Regions from separate parts of the Thunnus albacares genome. Here region 2 is linked to region 1. Evidence: chromatin contacts called from public Hi-C data. All regions are on one chromosome and are shown on one strand. The core of a region is the stretch at or near the end of the contact, and the rest is flanking DNA. Distances in the headings are between cores, read along the strand shown.

Region 1 (3,240 bases), core at 218-2,717:
TATAATTCTGTAGCTAACTTGTGCTGGTTATTGTCCCAGAATCTTTGAGGATCTTTTCTGGATCCTTTAAATTAGTCATGGAGGCACAAATTAGAAAAACACTCCAGCACAAGGTTGACGAAAGAGGAAATGTTTTTTTCTGGAGACATCATAGCTCAACAAAACAATGAGTCAGAGGAGCACAGAAATGCCTAATTATTCAGGCAATTTCCTGCACCTTCACCTCTTCAAACCCATTAGTGAGCAGAGGGGGCTCCTGGTTGCTCTCTATGGAGGATTCGCTCCCCGTGCTCTCTCCAGAGAGAAGTCTGGTGACTCTGAGGTCAGCTTTCAGTGTCTGCACATCGTTTCCTATGCTCATCTCCCCCAAGTCATTAATAATCTGAGTCAACTCCTGTTTACCATTAGTAACACAATCATCGTCCGTGTCCAGAATGTCCTCACATTCGAAGTGCATCGCTTTCTCCTCCTCCTCCTCCCCGACCAAGTCCTCCGTGATGGAGCCCAGCTTGGGCGCGCTCCGGCTGCGCTCCACCGGGGGTTTGTAGTAACACTGTCCGTTCAGGAGCTTCCTGAGGGGAACCAACGGGATGGTTTGTTCCCCTATTAGCTGTTGCTGTTGGTGTCTGGCATCGTCCCTCCGTTTTAGTCTTTTGAACTCAGCCAGGGCTGTTGCTGAGGTCTGGTACAGCAGCAGTGCCATGGCCTTTGCCTTCTCCGGCTTGGACACCAGCACTGCGTGGCAGCGCAGCATCACGGCCTTGTGCTTCATCTCGTGCCTGTAAATCCAAGCGAAAATCTTGGGTAGCCTCGGGTCCGCGACGCAGTAAGTTATCCGGTGCAGCAAGTACAAGTGTCCCGGCCGCCTGGCCTTATCGTCCACATGCACCATCCGGATCCCCTGCGAGCTGACCGTCAGCCTCATCTTGGTGCCGTTCTTGCCCATTTCGCTCTTTCCCCAGATCTTGCTCACCGCCACGTCCGTGCAGCCGTCACCTTTGGACTGGATGGTGGTGGCATTCCCCAGGTAAAGCACCGTGTATGTAGGGTCCTCGCTGGTGATCTTCACCTTTTTCCTCTTTGACTTGAACATGCTGCCCACCCTGTTGAGTGCGCTCTCGGGGCAGGACTTCGCGAAGGAGGTGAGCGCAGAATAGTTGAGACTCACCGCATAGCCCTTCTGCTTGGACTGCTTATCTTCCTCTATCAGGTCAAACTTATTCTTCTTCCAAGGCAGCATTTTATCGCTGTCAACAGGAACAAAGTCTACTGAGAGAGAAAGAAAAAAAAACTTTTTATTACTACTAAATTCTACAAGTGTTTACTGTCAGGTCATTTATGAGCTACTCTATGAGAACTGAACGCAAAGACACCGTACTTCATCTGTGCATCCTCTGGAGTGCTCTTGTCCATTGTGGTGTCCCACAGCCTGAATCTTTGTGGTACAGATTACAGTCTACTGAAGGGGGAACGAACCTCGAGGTTTATATACTGGGAAAAACCATTTCAGTGTGACTGTAGGGGGGACTGAACCAAATGAAAATAGTCGTATAAATTTGGGTTGACTGCGTTCATTAATACAAAACTCTCACGTTTGCTTGCTTGTTTTCAAATGACTGCAGCATCATTTTGAACATATGTGAGATTAATTATTTGGAAATAAATTAAAGTACAGACACAAACACTGAATTATTAGTTTAATGCAACAATTACACAGTAACATTTAATAACATCATACAGTTTCTTACAAAAGATGACTGGAATGTTATTACATTTTATATTTTACATACAGAAATAATTTTAAAATCTTACTACACAAGCAGTTACTTTCTGCTGGGATATTATAACCAGGTTATCATATCTTATCAATGATAAGATATGAAATTTTCATTATAAAGTCACTGCTGAGCCCAAGCAGACAACATTTCTATATTAAAATATCCATGATTTTTCTTAAGCATCAATAGGCTGCCACATTCCCACCACAAACCCAAATCATGTTGTCTTTGTTAAATGTGTTCGCTTTGTTTCTCACAGTTATTTAAGTTAGATTTGACAAAAGTAATCTTCCCTTTAATGTGTTACTAAAGAATTTTTTCGAAATTAGAAGCGTGGCGTGCTGTCATGGAATTAAATCAACATCAGCAGTCACATCTGAGGGCAGCACAGACTTCCAGGAAGATTTTTTCATCTTAACTATTGCTATTTTCTTGCTATGTTATGTTATATGTTTTAATGTTATAGCACTTTGAGATTCGCTGTGAATGAGAAGTCCAGTACAAAATAAATGCATTATTGTTGATGGTGATGATGATGATGTTATTGTTATTGTTATCATCATCATCATCATCATCATCATCATCATCATCATCATCATCATTATCATCATTATCATCATTATTATCATTATTATTATTATTATTAGCCTCCTTATAGAATGTTCGCGGGACAACGTGTGGTCTGAATTAAATGCGTTTGTCTTTCGAGAAATAGGGAGTACGGACTACAGAATATAGTAGTCAGACTATGTCAATTCATCATATTCATGAATGTGGGGTGAGGATAGCAGCGTAACCCTCATGTTGCTTTATGCTGCCATCTTTTGGTTCACATCAGAAGTGCGTTTTGTGATCGTGGAGAAAGATTTACTTGTTACTTTGCGCAATATGAAGCTTTCATTTATTATGTATAATCTATTAGCAATAAATTAATGAGAAGTGTATTTATATGTAGCCTATTTTATTAATGACTGTAAAATGCGCTACCCCTGCGGAACTAATGTTGGTATAGTCCCATTTTCTTCAGGGCACATTTGACAGCTGGACAAATAAGTGGACTGTTCCATAGCTGCGTTACTGAAGATGCTTATAACAAACGAGTTATCACCCCAAGACTTTCAAGGATGAAGTATTTTTATATTTAATATACGAAATGACTATTTAAATGTAATATGTTCAGAGTCGCTGAGGCGTAACTGTCGGAATACGTCACTGACTTGGTTTGTTCCACTTCCGCTTCTTACGACAACAACGTAACGTAGTGCCATGGATACTTAGTGCACATGGGTCACAGTTGTTGCTGACATTTATCGCATTTGCAGTTTTCAGTTTGATATTTCTACGGTGTTTTGTGTGAAGCGACAACAACAGAAGTTAGTATGGGTAAGAAGAAGGCAGGCGGAGGGGGCGGACTGGGCAGAGCTCTGATAAAGGAGAGACTCCAGGCTGGCCGAGGCAACAA
Region 2 (3,240 bases), core at 316-2,815, 160 kb before region 1:
AGTTAATAATGGATTATAAACCAGTCTCTCCTGCTTGCTCAATGTATCTCCTTAAGATAAAACAACGTCTCCTGATAAGTTCAATGTCTGACCTGTTTTTGATCTTGCCCAACAAGCAGCCTATAACATTTCCTACCTGCATAGTGGCCAGGTCTTATTCGATTGAGGAAAATACAAAAGCAAAAAACAATTATTTCCTAACATAGTCAATGTTTGTGAAAATGTCTGTTTTCATATATGAGCAATCAATATTATACATTTTCCCAAATACTGGACTAATTGTTTAGTCTATGAAATGTAAGAATGAAGTAACAAATGCCCTTCACAACTATCCAGAGTTCAAGTTGACCTCTTCATGTAGCCTGTTATGTCTAACAAGCAGTCCAAAACCCAAATATATGCAAACTTAAGGCTGCAACAATCACTTTAGATTATTCTACAGATAATTGTTTCATTAATTGATTGAGCGATATGGTATGAAATGTCGCTTCTAATAATATCCCAAATTCAACCGTGATGTCTTCAAATTGCTAGTTTTATCTAACCAAACCCTAAAAAACAACAAATATAGTTAATTTACAATGATATAACAAAAAGAGGAGCAGCTAAGCCTCACTTTTGACATGCTGGGATCCAGAGATTAGGGGGCCTTTACACTGATTACTAACCTAAATTATTGATTGTCAAAATTGCAGCCGACTACATTTCTGTCTATTGATTAATCGACTGATAGTTCAGCTCTGTATGATTTACAGTGTCGTAATAACCCTGAAAAGAAGCAAATCCACACACTGGAGAAACTGGAACAAACTATCATTACTAAAAAACATTTCATCAAGGTATTTGACTTATACAATTAAGTTAACCTAATCGTTAATTGAAACAGTTAGTAGTTTTCAGATAATCAACTATTCGACTAACACTAGTTGTTTCAGCACTAGTTACATCCTGTCGTCTGTAGGAGAGAGGGGATTTAAATCTGGGCTAAATCACTCAGACATAACCACACAACAGGATAAAGTGTCCCTCATGTAGCACCATTAAGGGGAGTGACTGCTGCTGCACTCGTAAAGACGCGGGCAAACGTTAGCATTAGCATGCCGAGCCACGAGGCCTGCTCGACCATACAGGCCTCACGAAGAGCCCAGCGTGAGCTTGGCAGGAAAAATGTTTCACTAACATATTGTCCAGAATACTCACTCAGGTGGAAACAGTTTGAGCTCCTCTATGTTTCCGAGGAATCCAAACAGAGTCCTCATTTGCTCGGACGTTGTGCTCGGCGAAACATTTGTCACCTGAATGACGTGCGTGTTGGAATTCATTTTCGCGAGTGCTAATCAAGCTAGCTAGCTTTGTGCTAGCGACGTGCCTGAATTTAAAACAAAAAAGACCGGCTAGGTAACGTTTACGAGGAAAACAACATTAGGCAAATGCAAAAACTAGCATCTTTGTTGTAGAAACCAGGTGGTTAGCTTGTGTAACGGACAAGAAGACAACGGCCGCAAGCAGAGAGCAACAATGCCGCTACCGAAAATGTCGTGACAGTGATGCTGCATTCACGTGTTGTTAGTAAACTCGTACTCGTGAGTTTCACTGGAGCAAAAACAACGCGCCCCATTCAGGGCGGGTTCATTAAAAGATCCCTTCATAATGTAAGTGATGGATGCCAAAATCCACAAGCCTTATTCAGGGCAAAAATGCATTTAAAAGTTTATCTGAAGCTAATATGAAGCTTCAGTAGCCCAATTCTAAAACAAACTCCCCCTCAGTATCAGATCAGCTGAATCAGTGTCATAGTTTAAAAGCTTTTAAAAACCCACCTGTACAGACTGGCATTTGTATAATATTTCATAACGTCTACTCAAATGTGGTTATTTTATATTTTATCTCTCTATGTTTGACTACTTCTTTACTGCATTTTCTGTGTATGTTGTTCCTCTAAATTGTTTGTTTTATTTCTCTATATTCGTTGTCTTTGCACCTATATTTTATGGTACTGTATTTCGTGAAGCACATTGTAACTCTGGTTTTGAAAGGCACTATAGAAATAAAGTTTGTTATTATTATTATTATTATTATTATATTATTATTAAATTAGCTGAATAAAGTAATTATCATTCAACATTACATTCTTTTTAGTGCCAAAGTCCCTCTTTTTGTTACTATACTTGCACTGCAGCTCAACAGGGAAACACTGTCTGAGGAAACACAAAGAGGGAATCTAAAAGGAATCTAAAATGCTAAAAAGACTGTAAATGTGGCAAATATCAACTCGATGTGACTAACACAGACTGCTGAGGCCTCATATAAGCTTCAGATAAACTTTTAAATGCATTTTTGCACAAAATTACTGTATTTTGCCTTGGTGTTGTAGTGCATAACAGTCAAAAATATACACAAAATTAAGTAGTCCTAAATAAGAAATTTTCTGTAAAAAAAAAAAAAAAAAAGTAAGTGAGAAGAGCTGCTACAAGTTTAAATTGAAGAGAATGAGATTAAATGTACAAAGTATTGTCCAGGAGTAAACAATATACAGTGTGCAATTAATAATAATAGTAATAATAGTGATAATACAAGTTGCGTTGATGCAAGGTGCCATGTTAGATCAAAGATCACAGATTTGCAAATATAAAATTATGACTTTCAGTATTTATATGGGCGCACAAGACACAAAAAATGCAAACCTATGCTTTAAGCCATTTAAGTCTTTCTAAGGAATTAAAGAAGAGTTTTAATTCGTTTTCAAAAGGCTGATAATGTTGGAATTTTCGTTCACATGCCAAAATTACAAGCTCATTTATTTTCCAATAGTCCGTAAAGGCATCACGACTCGGAATACGGCTGAACCCAGAGTGGGTGTGGTCAAGGTTGCGTCACAGTATTTTGTTGCTAGGCTTCTAGCTTGCGGCTTCTCCAGAAAATCTCTACACCTGTTTTTTTCTTCTCGAAATAACACAGTCATGCAAACGTCGCGATAGTTTTATAACGACAGCGCTATGCACATATATACATTGGACATTTGTAAACAAACAAATGGTGCTTAGCCTCGCGCTTGGGTCAAACAAACACAGTGTTTAGTGTCGGAGGGCAGCTCGGCCATCCACATCTAGGCGCTAAAGCCGCCGCTTGCTAGCATCCCCGTAGCCAGCGTGTCAACAGGTTGCTGCAGTGTGTATGTTTGTTACTACAAATATTTCGATTATGTGAATTTCATCGTAGTTATCGTACTATCAGTAAAAC

Evidence for each region. Hi-C and Micro-C count contacts between places; a contact is called where the count stands out from the background.
Region 2: a Hi-C map of muscle shows a contact between it and region 1, with 6 times the contacts expected there. The contact joins the promoter of srsf11 here to the promoter of fam43a in region 1. A contact is called at or near these places in 2 of 2 Hi-C or Micro-C datasets (muscle and an unstated tissue).

What each region holds. Positions count from the first base shown.
Region 1 is chr9:16,674,191-16,677,430 of fThuAlb1.1, reverse strand. fam43a (protein FAM43A) reads right to left here and starts at 1,467. Exons shown (of 2, transcript XM_044362336.1): 1 at 1,379-1,467; 2 at 1-1,266. The coding sequence starts at 1,240. The coding sequence ends at 200. lsg1 (large subunit GTPase 1 homolog) reads left to right here and starts at 2,906. Exons shown (of 14, transcript XM_044362324.1): 1 at 2,906-3,240. The coding sequence starts at 3,158.
Region 2 is chr9:16,835,119-16,838,358 of fThuAlb1.1, reverse strand. srsf11 (serine/arginine-rich splicing factor 11) reads right to left here and starts at 1,565. Exons shown (of 12, transcript XM_044360959.1): 1 at 1,201-1,565. The coding sequence starts at 1,322. It overlaps xxylt1 (xyloside xylosyltransferase 1), which reads left to right and starts at 2,444. Exons shown (of 6, transcript XM_044361883.1): 1 at 2,444-3,172.